Linked DNA regions of Sus scrofa: region 2 is linked to region 1. The links are chromatin contacts, called in public Hi-C maps. All regions are on one chromosome and are shown on one strand. The core of a region is the stretch at or near the end of the contact, and the rest is flanking DNA. Distances in the headings are between cores, read along the strand shown.

The links. Hi-C and Micro-C count contacts between places; a contact is called where the count stands out from the background.
Region 2: a contact with region 1 is called in a Hi-C map of liver, with 2.0 times the contacts expected there. The contact joins two enhancer-like sites. A contact is called at or near these places in 23 of 47 Hi-C or Micro-C datasets (adipocytes, alveolar macrophages, blood and 15 more) and 2 of 2 datasets of contacts at active chromatin or transcription factors (alveolar macrophages and skeletal muscle).

Annotation. Positions count from the first base shown.
Region 1 is chr13:139,749,281-139,752,441 of Sscrofa11.1, forward strand. It overlaps LOC102162379 (a long non-coding RNA gene), which reads left to right. Exons shown (of 5, transcript XR_001303087.2): 4 at 92-300; 5 at 523-3,161. Among named protein-coding and RNA genes, the nearest start is that of NDUFB4, 20 kb to the left of the region's middle. Within about 2 kb of position 1,866, at least 50 of the 83 cell types and tissues checked have an H3K27ac peak or open chromatin away from gene starts, as enhancers often do. A contact at or near this core is called in fetal liver and liver, where this site is marked.
Region 2 is chr13:140,294,853-140,297,783 of Sscrofa11.1, forward strand. The region is part of intron 7 of GSK3B (glycogen synthase kinase 3 beta); the gene reads left to right. Among named protein-coding and RNA genes, the nearest start is that of NR1I2, 110 kb to the right of the region's middle. Within about 2 kb of position 1,324, at least 2 of the 83 cell types and tissues checked have an H3K27ac peak or open chromatin away from gene starts, as enhancers often do. A contact at or near this core is called in fetal liver and liver, where this site is marked.

The DNA of each region.
Region 1 (3,161 bases), core at 616-3,115:
CTGGGATATGTATCTAGAAGTGGCGTTGCTAGGCTGGCTCAGATCTTAAAGAAACATTTTAATGGTCTTCATTCTTATCTCTGTTTCCCAGGGAACAGGTTTCTCTATGGTCATTAAACAAAAGGGAATGACCAGCCGCAGGAACTTCACCAAGTACTGGATACCACACCTGCTTTTCCAAGTCAGATACAACCATCTCCATTCTAAACAGTCTACATCTTTGAAGGACTGTGGCAGACCCAGGCTGGGGATTAGTCACTGGGGTGACTCACAAACAGCAGCTTGCAGCGCCCAGAGGAGGTATGCAAAACTAGCCTTTTCTGCCTAGGCTTTAATCTTAGAAGCAAAGCAACATCGACAGTTATGTCATTCCCTGCTTAGAACTGATTTCCTGGAATCTAGTCTCTCGTGTCATGTCAAGAATCTTAGATTATGATCTCTGGGCTATGCGTAGCATGAAATAAACAGTTTACAACCTTGGAATCCTAAATTGCCCTTTCTCCCCTGTTGTCCACTCTGCAGGCTCCCATTTACAACTGAAGTCTGCCCTCTACTGGTCACAAGCAGCCCAAACCCACACCACAAAGCCACTGAAGAGTTTGCTTCTAAAATCGTTTCTTCTCCAGGAACATTTTGGAAATTGCTACAATTTATTTAGCTAGAGAAATACAAAGAAATGACATCTTCTGAAAAGTGTTCCTCTTTAATTTTTTACTTTTTGATGTTTTTAGGCTTTTTCCTTTTATTTGACAATAGCAGAACTGGATCAGTTTCAGTTATATAGAAATATAACTTTCATTTGTGATAAATAACCATTATTATTATCACACTGCCCAGGCACTTCTGCTCCTATTGACTCATGAGTCACTAAAATGCTTTCGCATGGTAGAAATGGACAAGGGCTGTTCAAGATAGAAGGTACTACAATGTATGGGCTGTCAACCGTCCAGTAGTTTTCCAGTGGTAGTTTGTAGACTGAGTGTGAGTAAAGAAAGACCCAGAGATAGACTCTCCTCAAGCTCTGTAGGGTATCCATTTGCCCTGTTCAAAGGCTATGTGGCATCAGGCATCTGGGGATCCCAAGCAGACATGACAATCCTTTCTTTCTCTTGCTTCCACAAGGAGGGCACTCTGGCCCAGGAAGCAAATGCAGGAGAACATGAAAGGTGAGTGAGAAGGAAGCCAGAGCCTGGGGAGACCACAAGATAGTGTGAGCAAAAGGCTGAACCCATGATGAAAGGAAAAAGCTAGGGGAGGGAAGGTGGGTAAGAGAAAGAAACAGTGGACAAGGGCAGAACAGAGGACTAAAGAAGTGGCTCCATTTTTCCAAGGGCCATTGCTACTTTCTGCAATGCAGGTCACTGTAAGAATCTATTTAGTTTTTAGTTAACAAAAGAAGGGAATCCTTTCTGATGTTCCAGAGTCCTTGACAAGAGATGGTTCGGGTTTTTAGGGGAACAAGGACTCCTTTCTGTGAGCATACATCCTAGCCAGAGGTCTGGAAATCTGCCCCCTCCCTCAAGGTGATCCTCAAATACAGCCAGAGTGGGGGGCCCACTGCCCACCCCAGGGTCACCCTCCCCCAAAGGGTCTGCCTACCCCTGTCAGTCTGCTCCTCAGGGCTGCAGAAGCCTAGGATCAGGGTGGAACAGAGATCCCTGTGTCCTGATCTTGCTCTTCCCCTCCATTTCCCTCTTGCCTCCTCCCTCACCTCTGTCCCTGGTCCTCTGGACTCAAGTTCTCTCCTCCCACGTTGCCCCTCTCTGGACTTTGTGACTCAAAAACTCAAGCACTTTAGGAAAAACAGCGCTCAGTGTATTCTTAGGCGTGGGTGCTGCTGCCCCTTTAAAATCCACCATCGACAGAGTGTGGGGGTTGGGGGGAAGCGGGGAGGAAGAAAGAGAGGCAGGTCTTCTGTCTTTCTTCCCGAGATAAAGGTTATTCTTAGCAGTAAGATCGGCTTGGCATTTGGGGAGATTTGTGTTTCTCTCCTTCCCGTCCCAGGAGTTTTGCACAATGCAATTCCTCTTCTTTGTGCGGGGAAGAAGATGAACAGGGAGAAAGAGAAGGGAAAAAAGAAGGGCGCGCCATCACTGTTGCCCTCGTAGGCATTTCCCAGGACTTACTTTGGAAAGCTGGTCTAGTTGGTCAGAACTGGGCAGGAAAGTGCCCTCACTCCATCCCCAGAAGGTCAGTTTAATTCTAACGGACACTTGAAGTGAGAAGACTAAAGGCCAAATAAACTCCCTAAAGGCCTTTCCACAGCACTTTGTATGTCGCACATGTTCAGCTAGCGTTTGCTCAGCCAGTCTCCCGCTTGCACTCTTATTTGGGCTGGGTCTCCCAGGACAGACTTCGGAGAACTAGGAACTTGAGAAAATAAAAAAAAATAAAAAATAAAATAAAAAAGGAAAACGGTGGGCCAATCTCGAAGAAGACTTACGTAATCTGATCCCACTCTGGAACCAGACGGTGAGATTCTGCAGAGCCGCCAGCAGGGGGAGCTCAGGCAGTGTGTCAGAACGTCGGCACCGAAGTTGCCAGGAGCCAAAACCTCCGGATAAACAAAACAATGAATCTTTGTGGTTTCTCTTAGGTTCTTAATCCTGGGAGGCTCAATCCAGGACGGCCTGATTTTCGTCCTAGGGGAGCCAGCTAGCTTCTCCCAGAACACTAGCTGGGTCTTGGATGTCTTAATAGGTCTCTCTCTCTGTTCTTCCCTCCTCAATTGCTTTCTGTCTTCCTCTATTTTTCATCTATTTTCTCAAACTGTCTATGTATCTCTTTATGTGTATCTCCTTCTGTAATTCCCCTTTCTCTGAATCTGTGTTTCTGTCAGTGTTTCTTTCTTGTTATTTCTCTGTATGGTCCTTGGCTCACTAGCAAATGTTAATGTAAATGGGGATGAACCCACTGCAGACTGAGCTCTGAAAGATTTCAAGATCTGGCAAAAACTAACACTTAAAATAAAATGTAGAATAATTATTCTACACGGGTTCACCACTTAGCTATTGGGTCATGTCGTCTTGTTATATTTCTCCTGTCTCTGTCCTCCTAGCCTGCTGCCCTTGCATCCTGCAGTACTGCCTTGAGCATTGGTTGCTGCCAAGCTGCTGCCCACCTCCCCCTCCCATTGATCTCCAGGGGTCAATGGGACCAGC
Region 2 (2,931 bases), core at 74-2,573, 550 kb after region 1:
GTATATAAACCGAATAAAAACACAAGCTGTGTCTATTTTTGCTCACCGTGTGCTCTCTGCTTGTAATATTCTACCGAGCACATAGGAGATGCTTGTATTTATTCAATATTTAAATATTTATAAAATGAAAGTATGATATGTACTAGTAGAACGCTTGATAGAAGCATAATTTTGACTTATGGGTTTAATACAATTTTATTTATTAGGTCTGTCAATACCTTTATTAAAAACACCAGATCCAAAGAATTATTATCTTAGAATTAATATTGTCTCTTAAGGAAAGCAGCACTGCAATTTTAAAGTTTTTAACACTTGAGATCTTAAATAAGTTCTCACCCCCATTAAAAATACCTGATGTCTCTGTATTTAGACCACTAGATTGGTTGAAAGGTTATAGTTTGTCCAAAGCAATAACACCAACTGCCTGTTGGGCTTTATTCTTGATTTTCCAAATGTCTCATAGAAGTGAAAAATTAAAAATCTCCATAAAGGTTAAGTAGTCCAGTTCTCCATCAAATGAAAGAACCTTCTTAGTTACATTCCTGACAGTGGTCTTCAACTGTTTTCTTAAATACTTCCAGCATCGGATACTTTGGAATACAGCCTTTTCTGTATCTGGACAGCTTCAATTTAGTTTTTATTGCACTGAGGGCTTGACTCCTCAGTAGCTAGTTGTATCCTGGACTAAGGAGTAACTTATGATTAAGTTATTTTAGAATCCTTGTACTGTATTTTATAAAAATATGTTACTTTTGATAAGATGATTTTCCTAGGTATCAGTGTATGCAAGTGTAGTTGAAAACACCAACATGTGAGCAAGAATCTATGTAATGTCTTAAGATATTTACCTGAGACCATTGGTATTTGCTGTCTTTTTTTTTTTTGTAACCATCGTTTAGTTTCAGATTGAACCCTTAATTTTAGATCAACAGATCTACTTCCTTCCTGATTCTCACACTAAATTCAAATCTAAGTTCAGATAGTTTGATTTCCTTGTTTCTTAAAAGGCCTGTGTATATTCCTTATTATTATTAAAATTAGTATTCTAATACAGGAGTTGGCAAACTTTCTGTAAAAGGCTAGGTAAAATATTAAAACACTTGTGGGCTAAAATGCAAATTAAGGATATCAGATATATAACAAAAGAAAATATTCCACAAATTTTTCATTGATGAAATTCAAACTAATATAATAATTGAATAAAATGAGCCTACTAATTAGAGGAATGGAATTTTTGGGGGGAGATGCTATAACATTTCTCTTAACTGGAGTTCAAAGTCAGTGTTTTGTATCATCAAAGTGATTGCAAATGGTTATCTTTAAAGTCCAACCATAGTTCATGAACCCTGCAAAAAACAGAGATTGGGCCATAGTTTGCTGATCATTATTTAGTACAACCAGTCAGCATTTCTTCTATCCCTGGGTTTTCAGTTACATAGTTCTTTGAGCATATTGCCATTCTATTTATCATATATGTTTGGAATATTAGAACTGTGTCATTTCTCTAGGATTATAGTTTAGAATTTTGTAATGATTTATTACTTGTCATTACTTTTAACGAATTCATACATGATACAAATGAAATTGCTCAGGAAGCTAAGGTAGATATCTGTGGTAAGTATATATCTCATCCTTGCCATCATATCTTATAAACCTTTAAGTCCAGAGATTATATTACCACTTTTTGTCCTTGTAATTCAACTTTCTGCTCATATTGTTTTGTGCTTATTTAATTTTAGTAGAAACTGTTGGTTATTAATGGCTTAAGACTTTGTTTTTCTTTAGGGCTTATTTGTTGCAAGTTGGTCCATGATCAACTTGTCATAGTACGCCAACTCTAAAATAAAACACTCTTTTCGTTTATATGTTATCTTGCTATCTTGTATTTATACATAGTCATCACCCTACTGAGGATGATATAGTAGAACTAACATCCCGGGGCAGTTTGGAATATCAAGCTTCTCAGTCCCTTTTACACTCTTAAGTAGTACTGCCCAGGATATATGAAATATCAGTATTAGTTTACCACCTATTTGGTGACCTGAAGTTATACATTACATTGAGGTTAATAGACATGGGTGGGGGCGGTGTGCGCATACACACGCACTCGAGGTAAAGCTCTGAATCCTATTGATCCTGTCTATAGGTTAACTTTCAAAGTTAAACGTTATTAGGACATTTTATATTTTAAACAAACATTGTCATTTCTGCTAATTAGGACTTCAAAATAGATTTGAGTTTTCCATGAAAGGTGGTCTTACATGTGCCCAATTTGTCTCAATTTTTTTTGAAATGTTAGTCAATGTTTGGTAACTAGGGACTCTATGTTAGTCTGTTTTTCTCTGCCCAATAAAATAGATGCACTTCTCTCTGAATTTGAATGTATGCAAAAAATGAACAATTGTACAGCAAACTTCATAAATTTTATATGTGGTAGTCTTGCCTAATTATTTTATAAACTTTCTGAGGAGGGACTTTGTTTTATTGGTATGTTTTAATATCTGAGGGCACCAAAATAGTTTTCAGTAAATATTTAAATTGAACTAAGCTGCTAGATCATTGTTCATTCATGAATTTGGATTACCTGTGAATTAATAAGAAAAGTTAGTGATTGTTGTAATTGTTGTTTATTAAATTTCATTGGCGTAAATGTCCATGCCAATAATTTACAGAATGAGTAACACAAGAATTTTATAAACTGAGCTAACTCCCTACCTATTCTCTAATAAAAGTTTTACAAAATATTTAGAATAAAATTAGAATTTATATCATCTGCAGAGTAAGTTGAAAGTATAAGGCAGAATGGAATTAAAAGTGATGAAAAATCATTTTTAAGCTTGACAAACATTTAGCTTTCTGAGGTTGATTTCATATGTAAGATTATCAGAACAGAATCTCATTATGCCAGTTAACCCCTGAGTATCAAAAACT